3 separate regions of the Mus musculus genome follow, and all the other regions are linked to region 1. The links are chromatin contacts, called in public HiChIP or PLAC-seq maps. All regions are on one chromosome and are shown on one strand. Each heading gives the region's core, a stretch centred on a gene start, on an enhancer-like site or on the middle of the called end of the contact. The rest is flanking DNA. Distances are from core to core; before and after follow the strand shown. Region 1 has its middle 14 kb from the start of Krt32. Region 2 overlaps Krt39 (keratin 39). Region 3 holds the start of Krt20 (keratin 20).

What was found. HiChIP or PLAC-seq counts read pairs in DNA pulled down with a chosen protein or histone mark.
Region 2: an HNF4G HiChIP or PLAC-seq map of pancreatic cancer cells shows a contact between it and region 1. The contact joins two enhancer-like sites. A contact is called at or near these places in 1 of 39 promoter capture datasets (embryonic stem cells), 1 of 15 datasets of contacts at CTCF or cohesin (the NIH/3T3 cell line) and 1 of 115 datasets of contacts at active chromatin or transcription factors (pancreatic cancer cells).
Region 3: a contact with region 1 is called in a FOXA1 HiChIP or PLAC-seq map of pancreatic cancer cells. The contact joins the promoter of Krt20 here to the enhancer-like site in region 1. A contact is called at or near these places in 8 of 39 promoter capture datasets (the HPC-7 cell line, cranial neural crest, embryonic stem cells and 4 more), 1 of 115 datasets of contacts at active chromatin or transcription factors (pancreatic cancer cells) and 2 of 9 other capture datasets (liver and pancreatic islet).

What each region holds. Positions count from the first base shown.
Region 1 is chr11:100,072,575-100,075,948 of GRCm38.p6, forward strand. No RefSeq gene overlaps it. Among named protein-coding and RNA genes, the nearest start is that of Krt32, 14 kb to the right of the region's middle. Within about 2 kb of position 1,412, at least 9 of the 459 cell types and tissues checked have an H3K27ac peak or open chromatin away from gene starts, as enhancers often do. A contact at or near this core is called in pancreatic cancer cells, where this site is marked.
Region 2 is chr11:99,515,483-99,518,977 of GRCm38.p6, forward strand. Krt39 (keratin 39) reads right to left here. Exons shown (of 7, transcript NM_213730.3): 4 at 2,737-2,898; 5 at 2,506-2,631; 6 at 983-1,203. Among named protein-coding and RNA genes, the nearest start is that of Krt39, 4.1 kb to the right of the region's middle. Within about 2 kb of position 1,524, at least 5 of the 459 cell types and tissues checked have an H3K27ac peak or open chromatin away from gene starts, as enhancers often do. A contact at or near this core is called in pancreatic cancer cells, where this site is marked.
Region 3 is chr11:99,436,892-99,440,215 of GRCm38.p6, forward strand. It overlaps Krt20 (keratin 20), which reads right to left and starts at 1,262. Exons shown (of 8, transcript NM_023256.2): 1 at 796-1,262. The coding sequence starts at 1,206.

The sequences.
Region 1 (3,374 bases), core at 162-2,661:
GATAAATACCCAAACAGAGATGTGCTTATGAATTCACTCTTCAGAAAAGAAAGGGCAATCAATGCTAATTTATTTGGTGTGCCATTTGTGTGGTATAAATATTCCACTATAGTGAAGCCAGTAATGTGTCTCTGAGTGAGGAGTTGGAAAGAGATGCATAAAATCATCTCTTGGGAGGCAATAAGAGGTAGCTCCCACACTCACCTTGGCCCTGCTTTCCAAATGTGTGACAGTGGATTTTTTTTTAACGCATCAGTTTATTCTACAAATTCACAACGGGTAATGTATGCTATAGACCTACCCTTGAAAAAGAAGAAAGAAGTGTGGCCATGGTGCACATATAGCTTCCTCTCACCAGTCCCAAGATGCTTTCCTAGAGCCCCCAGGGCCACGCTGGACTGTGAGTCTGAAGGAATCAGGTAGGCCCCGGAAAGGGTGAAAGCAGCTTGCGCAACCCTGGCAATCATTCTCTTTCAGAGATGTGTGCTCCTCTCCTGAGCCAACCCCTGCACTTTCTGGTGCTGCCACGGACCCCAGAAAGATATGGCTCCATGTGAGACCACTAGGAATCATTAGGAGGAGGAAGCCAATATAGAGAAGGAACACAATACAAATGTAGGTCCGCTTCCGGACTTTAGTGGGAAAGACCTGTGTCTGAACTCCTGTGTAAGCAGGTTTTGTCATCCTCCAGGGAATTGTTGCCAATGCTCAGTTTTCTAGCCATTAGCAACAGCATTGCCTGGGAACTTCTTAGAAATACCCATTTTCAGGTCCCAGCCTGAACCTACTATATCAGGTCAGGACCAACAGACAGGGTTTGCACAAGTGTCCCAGGAACCTGTGACTCGTGGTAAGATGGGCTGACTTCTTAGAGCACAGGGAACAGTTGTACATACAGGGGTGAGAAACATCTGGAACAGACATAATGTCTTCTAAACCCAATGCAAACAGCTTCTAAGCATGGGAGTTGCAATAGACCAGACCCTGGTCAATGACTAGAGAGTCTGTTCCCAGTCACTTTCAGGCCAACAGCATCAGTATCCTGGCAAGTAAAGTCCAGATATCAGCTCTCTAGATGGTTCTGACTTTAGTGGAGGCTGGGAAGTGGTGACTTGGAGGTCTGAGAAAGGAGTGTGAGAAAAGACGCTGGAGTGAAGAGCAACCCTTCGGAGACAGGCATGCAGGCTCGGGCCTCCTCACAGGTTTCAGTTAAGTCACAGGATTCTCCTTTTCTCTGTGGCAAAAGAGGATTATACAATCTGCCTTTTGAGATCCTGGAGAGACTTCACATCTCACAGAGTGAGATTTGCTAATGGGATTTGCTTTGTTCATGAACAGCAAAGGGTTGCCAGGCCTCTTCAGCAATCCTGAGAACTAAACTTTCCCATTACTCATTTGTCTTTAGACAGTGCCTACTTATTTCACTGGTATAAATAGCAATACTCCAAGGGGGAATTAGTAATGTGTTTGCTTACAAGGTCTTCTCCACACCCTTGAGAAGTCTGGACTAGAGCCCAGATATTGGGGCTCAGCAAAGAACTGCCCTCCCCCTTCTGTGGGGTGGGTTCTTCTACATGAATACCAGGATTACAGGGTTGATGTGGATGCATGATTGAGGTCTGGGTGGGTAGGCCACACACCTGTGGTACATAGAGACTCATTTGGCATGTCAATCACGTGCAGGAAACAGACATTCTCAGAGTGGGAGGAAGCACATTTCACCTTAACTCTTCTTTGGTACAGACATCTGGGAAGTTATCATCAAGAATGGAGCTCCTATGCCTTGCAGGGTGAATACAGAACCCTGCATGCAAAGGGGATTAGGGGCTGGGAAGAGAAGATCTCAGAATCAAGTTCTCCCAGAACCAAGAGATAGGTTTAGGCCTAGAGGACTCCTGCACAGTCTGGGAGCCACCTCAGCCGGACTCTTGAACTGTAGAACCCCTTTTGCTGGTTCTCATTAGGTGTCCCCAGAAGCACTACACCCCCACACCCAGTGACAGGGAACCTGGGGCCCTCTATGCTCTTTACTAGTGCTATATGAGTTGTTCTCCCTAGATCCAGTCCTAGAAATTAGCAGTCCCCAAGGCCTGGTGTCCAGATAGGAAAGATTAGGCTTTTCTTTTCTGGTCCTAGAGCATTCCATTCAGAATTGCTGAACAGGCTAACTTGGGGGCTTTGTGCCATTAAAGGAGGGGGCATCCCTGTAAATGTTCCACCATTAGTACTACCACTTTCCAAGCACAGAGTTACTCCCCCAGAGACCCCTGCTGAGCCTCCATGCCAGACTCATCCTCCAACACCTGGACCAGCTCTTTGTATGGGCCTCTACCCTCTGGCACAGGGCGACACACTCTGGACCTGTGGTGGCAGAGGCAGATGAGCAGCCAGCAGCTCTCTGAACAGCAATCTTCTTTCTTTGTTCTTCTCTGGCCAGGAACTGAGATGTCAGCTTTTACTGAGAGAGTCCACAGGTTTGGGGCAAGGGTTATTCCATCAGTATCTGTCTTTGAAGTAGGTGCCAGTACTGAAGGTTGGACAACCAATGGGTAGAGTTCTGGGGTGGCTGCTTGCCCAAAGCTATCTGGAGTAGAAAAAGAGTCTTCACAGAAGAGGGACTCTTGTGACACCAAGAGCCATGATCCTAGAAAATATAGTTTGCAGATGAGTTACAAGAGCCAAATGCCCAGCCATGAGCTTATGTCCACCCACTGAGTGAACAGATGCAATACTGCAATCCCTAGCCCCAGCACTACATGGGAAACAACTCTTCAGCAGATATAGCCTCCTTGCTTATAAAAGACAGGGTACCTGCATTTGAATTTTCTGATACTGCCCCCTCTTGCTGAAGGTGTCATATTATCTTCTTAAAGATAATTCAGCTGTGTTCTTTGAGTCACCGCTAGGCTCTAGTGTCATTCCCTAAGCTGCATCAGGACATTCAGGTGGCCCAAACACAGGGGCCTCTGGTCTCAGGGAAAGAACCCCTAAAGAACCTGTACCATAGCGAGGGCTAGAAGGTTAGAGAACCCATTTAGCCTCTGTGGCAGTTATTTTTCTCATTGCCATACCCAAACACCAGACAAGAACAACTTCAGGAAAGAAAGGTGTGTTCCGGGCTCACAGTTCAAGGGTGCAGTCCATGATGGCTGAGAAGGCATGGCAGCAAGAACATGAGGTGACAGGTCACATGACATCCACAGTCAGGAAACATATCAAGATGTATACCACTGCTCAGCTCATTTTCTCTCTGGGACTCCATCCAGCCCGTGGTACAGGGCTATCCAAATGCAGGATGTGTCTTCATTAAACCTCTATGGAAACACTCTCACAGATAACCCCAGGGCTATGTCTCCTAGGAGACTCTAAATCCC
Region 2 (3,495 bases), core at 274-2,773, 560 kb before region 1:
TATATAGTTGGAGTAGCCAATAGTTTGCACTAAACATTCTTTTTACAATACATGATTTTTACTGGGTAACTGGTGGTCTTTGCTATGCTATAGTTCTTTAAAGGAATAGTGCCCCTTAATACTTGTGCTGTGTACACAAGAGAACACAGCGAGCGAAGGTGACTGATTACTGTGGCACAGTTGGTGTCCTTTGCAGTTTCAATGAGGTTTTTGTGGGGTTAGTTTGGCCTGAGTTGCTTCAACAAACTCATGATTAGTTGAATTCTGGATGGGTTGGCTGTCTTATTATCACTAAAAAACATACAAAGTCTTAATTTGTAAATGAAAGGATGTGGAAACCCTTGTCAGCACGCTGCTGTTGGGGTGAAGGCTCACATCTAGACAGGGTTGGGGGTTTCAGCCTGAGCACGCACTGCGTGCCTCTACTGGACCAGGGTTGTCCTTTCTTACATCAGCAAAGTCCCATGTTCAACGTAGGTCACGTTTCCCAACCTTCCTAGTGCTCTGACCCTTTAATACAGTTCCTCATGCTGTGGTGACCCCAACCATAAAGTTATTTTTGTTGCTACTTCATAATTCTGCTACTGTTACGGATCATACTGTAAACATTTAATATTTCATATGGTCTTAGGTGTCCCCTGTTGAAAGGGTTGTTTGACCTCAAAGGGGACGCGGCCCACAGGTTGAGTCCCATGTCTTAGTGAGATTCAACCTATGAGGAATTAATTTGGTATGCATCTCTTCAAACCGATTTAGTTCCACACACATCTCAAGTTAGGACTATGTTACAATTGAAGGTCTTTAGAGAATATTTGATAATCTCCATCCAGATGTCCCCCTTATTGTCAAGAAAGTCGAAGCATAGTTCTTGAATGGATGCTCTATTTCCCGTGTGTGTGTGTGTGTGTGTGTGTGTGTGTGTGTGTGTGTGTGTTTGTAACACACACATTTCTTTCATCTATGTTGCTTTAATTTTACATACCTGCCATCTAAGCTCTCAAGAAGGCTTCGGTATGTGGCTATCTCACACTCCAGCCGGGACTTGATGTCTAGCAGAACTTCATATTCCTGGCTCTGTCTTTGCAGGGCACTGCGGATATCTGCCACCTGAGCCTCCAGGTTGTGGATCAGACTCTGGATTTGGGCCAGCAGGGCTGTGTAGCGGGCCTCCGTCTCCGTCAGGATGCATTCCTGGGACTCTCTCTATGGAAGAGGAGGCATACAGACTCTAATGACTCCTTTAAACTTCCCAGAAGGTCACGGTTAAAGCCATTTTAAACGATAGCTTCTCTGTGACAGTACTAAGGGTTCTCTAAGTCCTTTATTACTTCCTAACCAAATAAATCCAAACAAAAATGTTTGCTTTCCTTTATCCCTTCTCTTTCCTATCTCTCTGGTTTATTTCTCTTTGTCTTTTTTTTTTAAAACCACTTAGTCTCTTTTCCTCTGGCTCATGAGAGAGAAAAAACCCCCACCTCACTTCACTGAAGGCTCAGGCATTAAAATCATACCAGGACACCTCATTCAGCCTGCGTTTGAGCCTTTGAAAGGAAGTGAGCAATGTTTAACTAGAATCATTTGCCTCAGTGTGTCAATTCCTTTATAAGTAAAATATGAGTGTTGAAACTGGAATGGGTCAAGTTCTTTCTTGTTCTATCATTTTGTAAGTCTACAGATAATGGCGGGGTTTTAGGTTTTAATAACCTTGGTTATTCACGGGGTTATCTCAACTTTTACAGATGAGAAAAATGAGGTTCAGGGAATTGCCCAACATCTCATGAGTAGCAGCTGATGTAACCTGGGGAGGGTTTTGCTAATGCCTGCCGCTCCGAGCAGGACATGCTTGCCGCTCCTAGCAGGACTTTTGAGTACTGTCTTATTTCTGAGTCGCAGTCTCAAGAAGCAGAGATGCTGGCAGTGGGATCCGATCCTGACTCATTCCTTTGGTGACTTTGGGAAGGTCACTCATAGCTTTGGGACCTCAGTGTCTCCATCTGTGAGTAGGGTGTGATGGCTTGTATTGTGGTTCTGGCTTGGGAAAACCACCCTGGTTCTTAGAATGTCATCAGTAAAGTTGGTGAATGGTTTTACGTCACCTCTTTCAGAATGTTGTGTCATAATCCCAATATGAGAGTTTACGATAATGCTTTGCATAAGAGAAATCTAATGCTTTCCTGGTGATTCCAAAAGTGTTTTCCATGGGTCATGGTCACTGTGACATACTCTGGGGAGGAGAGGGAAAGCACCCATAATCAAATAAGTTTTGGAATGCTGAGTCCTGCACACCTCCTTGGAGATCCATGGCACATGCCACTTTGTAGGCTAGCTTGCAGAAAGGCTAGCCTTTGTGAAATCCAACATTTCCAAGACTTACTTGACCATGAAGTTCTTTTCTAGTCACAGACCCTTTAACTAATAGACACAGTTTGGGAAATAGCGTAACACTCAGTCACCGGGGACTGTTGCCACCGGTGTAAGGTTAGGCTTGGTCATCCTGTTGGGTACCATTCTGTGCTGGGCCTGCAGCTCAATCTCGAGGGCACTTATGGTCCGTCTCAGCTCTATGATGTCCTTCTGGCAGCATTGCTGCTGCTGAGAGCTGCTCACTACTTGTTGATTCAGTTCCTCCATCTGAAACACAGAGATTCCAGGTAATTTGCAAGGAAGCATAACATATCTAAGGACTCGTAGACATATGGAGCTTATGGATTTTTTTGACTTGTTGGCTCTCCCAACCTGTGTATTGAACCATTCTTCTACGTCTTTACGGTTTGTCTCCATGATGGACTCGTACCGGCATCTCATTTCTTGTAGGATTTGATTTAGGTCAACAGAAGGGGCAGCTGTTACTTCAATGTTGATTCTGTCCCCTAGTTGGCACTGTAAGGAATTAACTTCCTGTGGAAAAGGAAAGAATGTGAAGTGGTTTAGTGAACAGATGACCATTCCCTACTGAGTTCTTGTTTCAATATTACAGAAATAATTTAGTTTAATTGTGTCTGGAATACAGTACACAACAGAGGGGCACATGACTTGTAGGTGTTATTGGGATGCCCTATGGTGACTGAAGGTGATTTCAGGTATGGGTGTGCTCGAACTTGTGGGAAAAGAAGAGGGAATGACTAACAATATTGACTGACAGTATCAAAATTCAGAAATTTTAAGACCATTTATAGAATGAAAAAATGGAGGCAGATCACAGAAGTGGGATTTTATGGAAAGACTACCTACCATCTCTAGGCTGCTCATATGAGCTCATGCCAGAATTGGCTTTTTTTTTTTCCCATTAGGATGTGGCAGAATCTGTTCCAGGATGTCTATACCAATGAATATGACAAAACTGGGACCATGGAGATTATCGTACCTAATATGGCATTAGGTGTTACATAGTAAATAACATAGTATGGGCGGTTGCAGTATGACCAGAGCTATGGCGAAGTGCCTAGTGGGAATACACTTTGCTATGTACAACTCAAAGGAACCAATGCTAATTTT
Region 3 (3,324 bases), core at 12-2,511, 640 kb before region 1:
AGATTGTGATATGACTGTAATAAACTTAAATTGGGGGCAATAGAACATTTTATTATCACAGAGGTGCATTATAAAATGCTTGGTGATAGTGAGGAGATAATTAAATAAGACACTAAAAAATCCAGGTATCAGAACCGTGTATGGTGGCACAGTTCTTTAACCCCAGTGCTGAGGCAGTGGAGGCAGGAGGATGGTGAGGTCCAGACTAGCCTGGGATACACAGATCTTGTATCAAAGAGCAGTTCATCCATCCATCCATCCATCCATCCATCCATCCATCCATCCCCTATCACACAACTATTTATCAATCAGTATACATATCATTAATATCTGTAATCTGTATCCACCCTGAACCCTTTTGTTATTTATACCCATAGTAGGTTAATATATTTGTTATAACATTCATATAATGAAAGATGAAAAATCTCTTTAAATCAACTTGAGTCTTCAAAGTTAGTAAAGACTACTGGCAAACTCACATATAGAAACCATTGGAGGTCTTTGAAAAATAAGATTATCCACAATGAAGACCTTATATTGTAAGCCATAACAAAGATTTGAACTGCAATTTTGGATGATAAAATGATCATATTTTATATATAATTAGTTGAAGTTTTAGAAAAAATGTGAGTTAGACTCATCCTGTTTACAGATACCACATGATAAAATACATTTTTTTTTCAATTATACATTTCAACCTAATCTGCTTCATGTGTTCGAATTCACCTAGCATACATCTCTCAATCCATTAGGCAACTAAACAGTGAGGTAGAAATTACAGGCTTCATGGCTCACCTGATTTTGCAGCTCTTTAATCTGTGCGTAGTAGGAGCTATAGTCTCGGATGGTGCTCGGCGCGTTGGTTTCGTACCACTGCTTGATCTGGGCTTCAAGTCTGGAATTGGATTGCTCCAGGGAGCGCACTTTTTCTAGGTAGTTTGCCAATCTGTCGTTCAGGTTCTGCATTGCCAGTTTCCCATTGCCCCCAAACAGGTCCGATCCGTTGGAGAGATCACCCCCGTAGCTCATTACGGCTTTGGAGACAGAGATGCGAGTGCCATGGCCTCCAGCCCCACCATAGACGCTGGGTGCAGCCCCCAGACGCTGCACAGTCCCCTTCCTATACAGCGAGCCACTCATGCTGAGTGCTGGGCCTTGTGAGGAGGAACTCAGACTTCGGTGAAAACTTTGACGACTGAAATCCATCTGGGATGTAGGGAGGCAACGCCTGTAGCCTGGACTTGGAGCACAGCCTGTCTGTCTCGGGCTGCTGTGGAGATGACCTTTTATAGAGTTCAAGAGACTCCTCCTCTGCTGCCGTGTCACCTCAGGAATGACACAGTCCACCTTCCTGTCTCCCCTTCCCCCTCTTTTGTACGGCAATACGTTTCATTCCATTCCAGAAATTTCTACCAGAGGCACTTTTTAAAGGCTTTCCTGTGGGGGTGGTGGGAGTGGAGGTTTCTTTTTAATAAACAGAGATAACAAAAAGGACGAGGAAGGGGTGTCCTTTCAGGTCTTGCACCTGCCCTGGCAGGTTTTTTTTTTTTCATCCTGTATACAAATAAAGAATATTTACAATCTATATGAATAATTCAGGCATCGAACAAGACAGCTGTGGGAACATAATATAAGTCACACTGGTGAGAAAAGACAATGGCTTGTTCAAATGATTTTCTTTTAAAAAATGTTTTATGCTTCTTTAAATTTTTTTTTTACTTTTAAGTTTATCCTTGTTTAGAATTTATATTTACAGTCTATTGAAATGTCTTGAGTGAAGCTGGGTGTGTGGGTGTGCACCTGAGATTCTAGCACCCGGGAGTCAGAGGTGGGGGGGATCAGGACTAGTTTGAGGCCAGCCTGGTTGAAGTAAGGTGTTCCAGTCTAGCCCAGTGTTGTGTAACAAGACACTGTCTCAAAGTGCAGCTCCCCCCACCCCCGTTTAAGAATTGAATACGGTCAGTAGGTGAATATGTAAATGATTATCGGTGGGCGGTGGGTCAGTTGATTTTGGAGTTTTTTAAAAAAAGATATTTTAAATAGCATTTTTGGATAATTTCATCCATGCACATGTAGCGTATCTTGATAAACTCCTCTCCCACTCGCCTCTCCAGCTGCCTCCGAAGCGCCTAACACAACCCCACCCAAACTTCATACCTCTTTTTATCTTTTTCTTTTTAAAAATAACCAACTGGATCTAATTAGTGCTGCCTGTATGCTTGTGGGTGTGCGGCCTTGGACTGGGTGTGTGAGCAGCCTGTCAGAGGTCATAGATCCTCTGCCTGGCTCCCAGCAGCCTGCAACTGCCAGGAACATCTAGGTTAGCAAGGGGACCTTATTTAAAAAAAAAAACAAAAACAAAAACAAACTTGTTATAAGAATCTTGCAAATATTTTTAAATCTAGTGCTTCTTAAAAAAGAAACAGCAACATTAAATTACTGCGAAACTCCTGCTTTTAATAACTGGCATATTGCATATATTGCATACTGCTTCCTCTGTCTGAGGCCAGCTAGACACCACCAGGGGATTCTTTTTGCTTCTATCTTCCTAACGCTGGCTGTAGGAGCTGCCTCTTAGGACCCCTGATGGATCCCAGTTTCACTGTGTAGATTCCTACGCTCACAGCAAAGTGGCTCCCCGAGAGTGGAAAGAAGGTTGCAGGTGGCTACAGGACTCACATCTAACTTCCCAGAAGCTGCTGATATAAGAGGGCAATTACTCTGTGCCCCGGCCACTCGGTCTATTGATTTGTTTGAGTAGAAACATTCCTTCTAGAGGTGGAATCTGTTTCTATGCAGGAGACTTTGTTGCTTCCTCCAGGCACACGTGTGGGCCCCATCTCACCAGCGGGGACTGATGCTAAGCTCTCCCTAAGGGTGGAGCAAAGAACTTCTGCATACATCTCCTTTCATTCAGACTTCTGACTGAAAATGTGTGCACGCACGCACGCGCACACACTCACTCACAAATTCACAATCCGCTTATGTTTCTTTTCCAAATAACTCTCTTCTAAAAGAAAGTAAGAGCCTATTGTTTTTGTCTTATAAATAACATGCCTTTAAGTGATAAGTTGTGTTATATTTCATCTCAGTTATAAGTGATAAAGGAAAAGCTATACAGAAGTAGAAACTGACAGGCTAACCCCACATTAGACCCTGTATGGTGTCTGTGGACAGCATTGCTATTCATACGTAACTCAGCTCATCTTTGCCAATTTGTTAATAGATGTCACGGCTGAAATTTGTAGTTAGCAAGCTTTTAGAGACATATAGATTTTGTGTGTGTGTGTGTGTGTGTGTGTGTGTGTGTGTGTAAGTGAATGT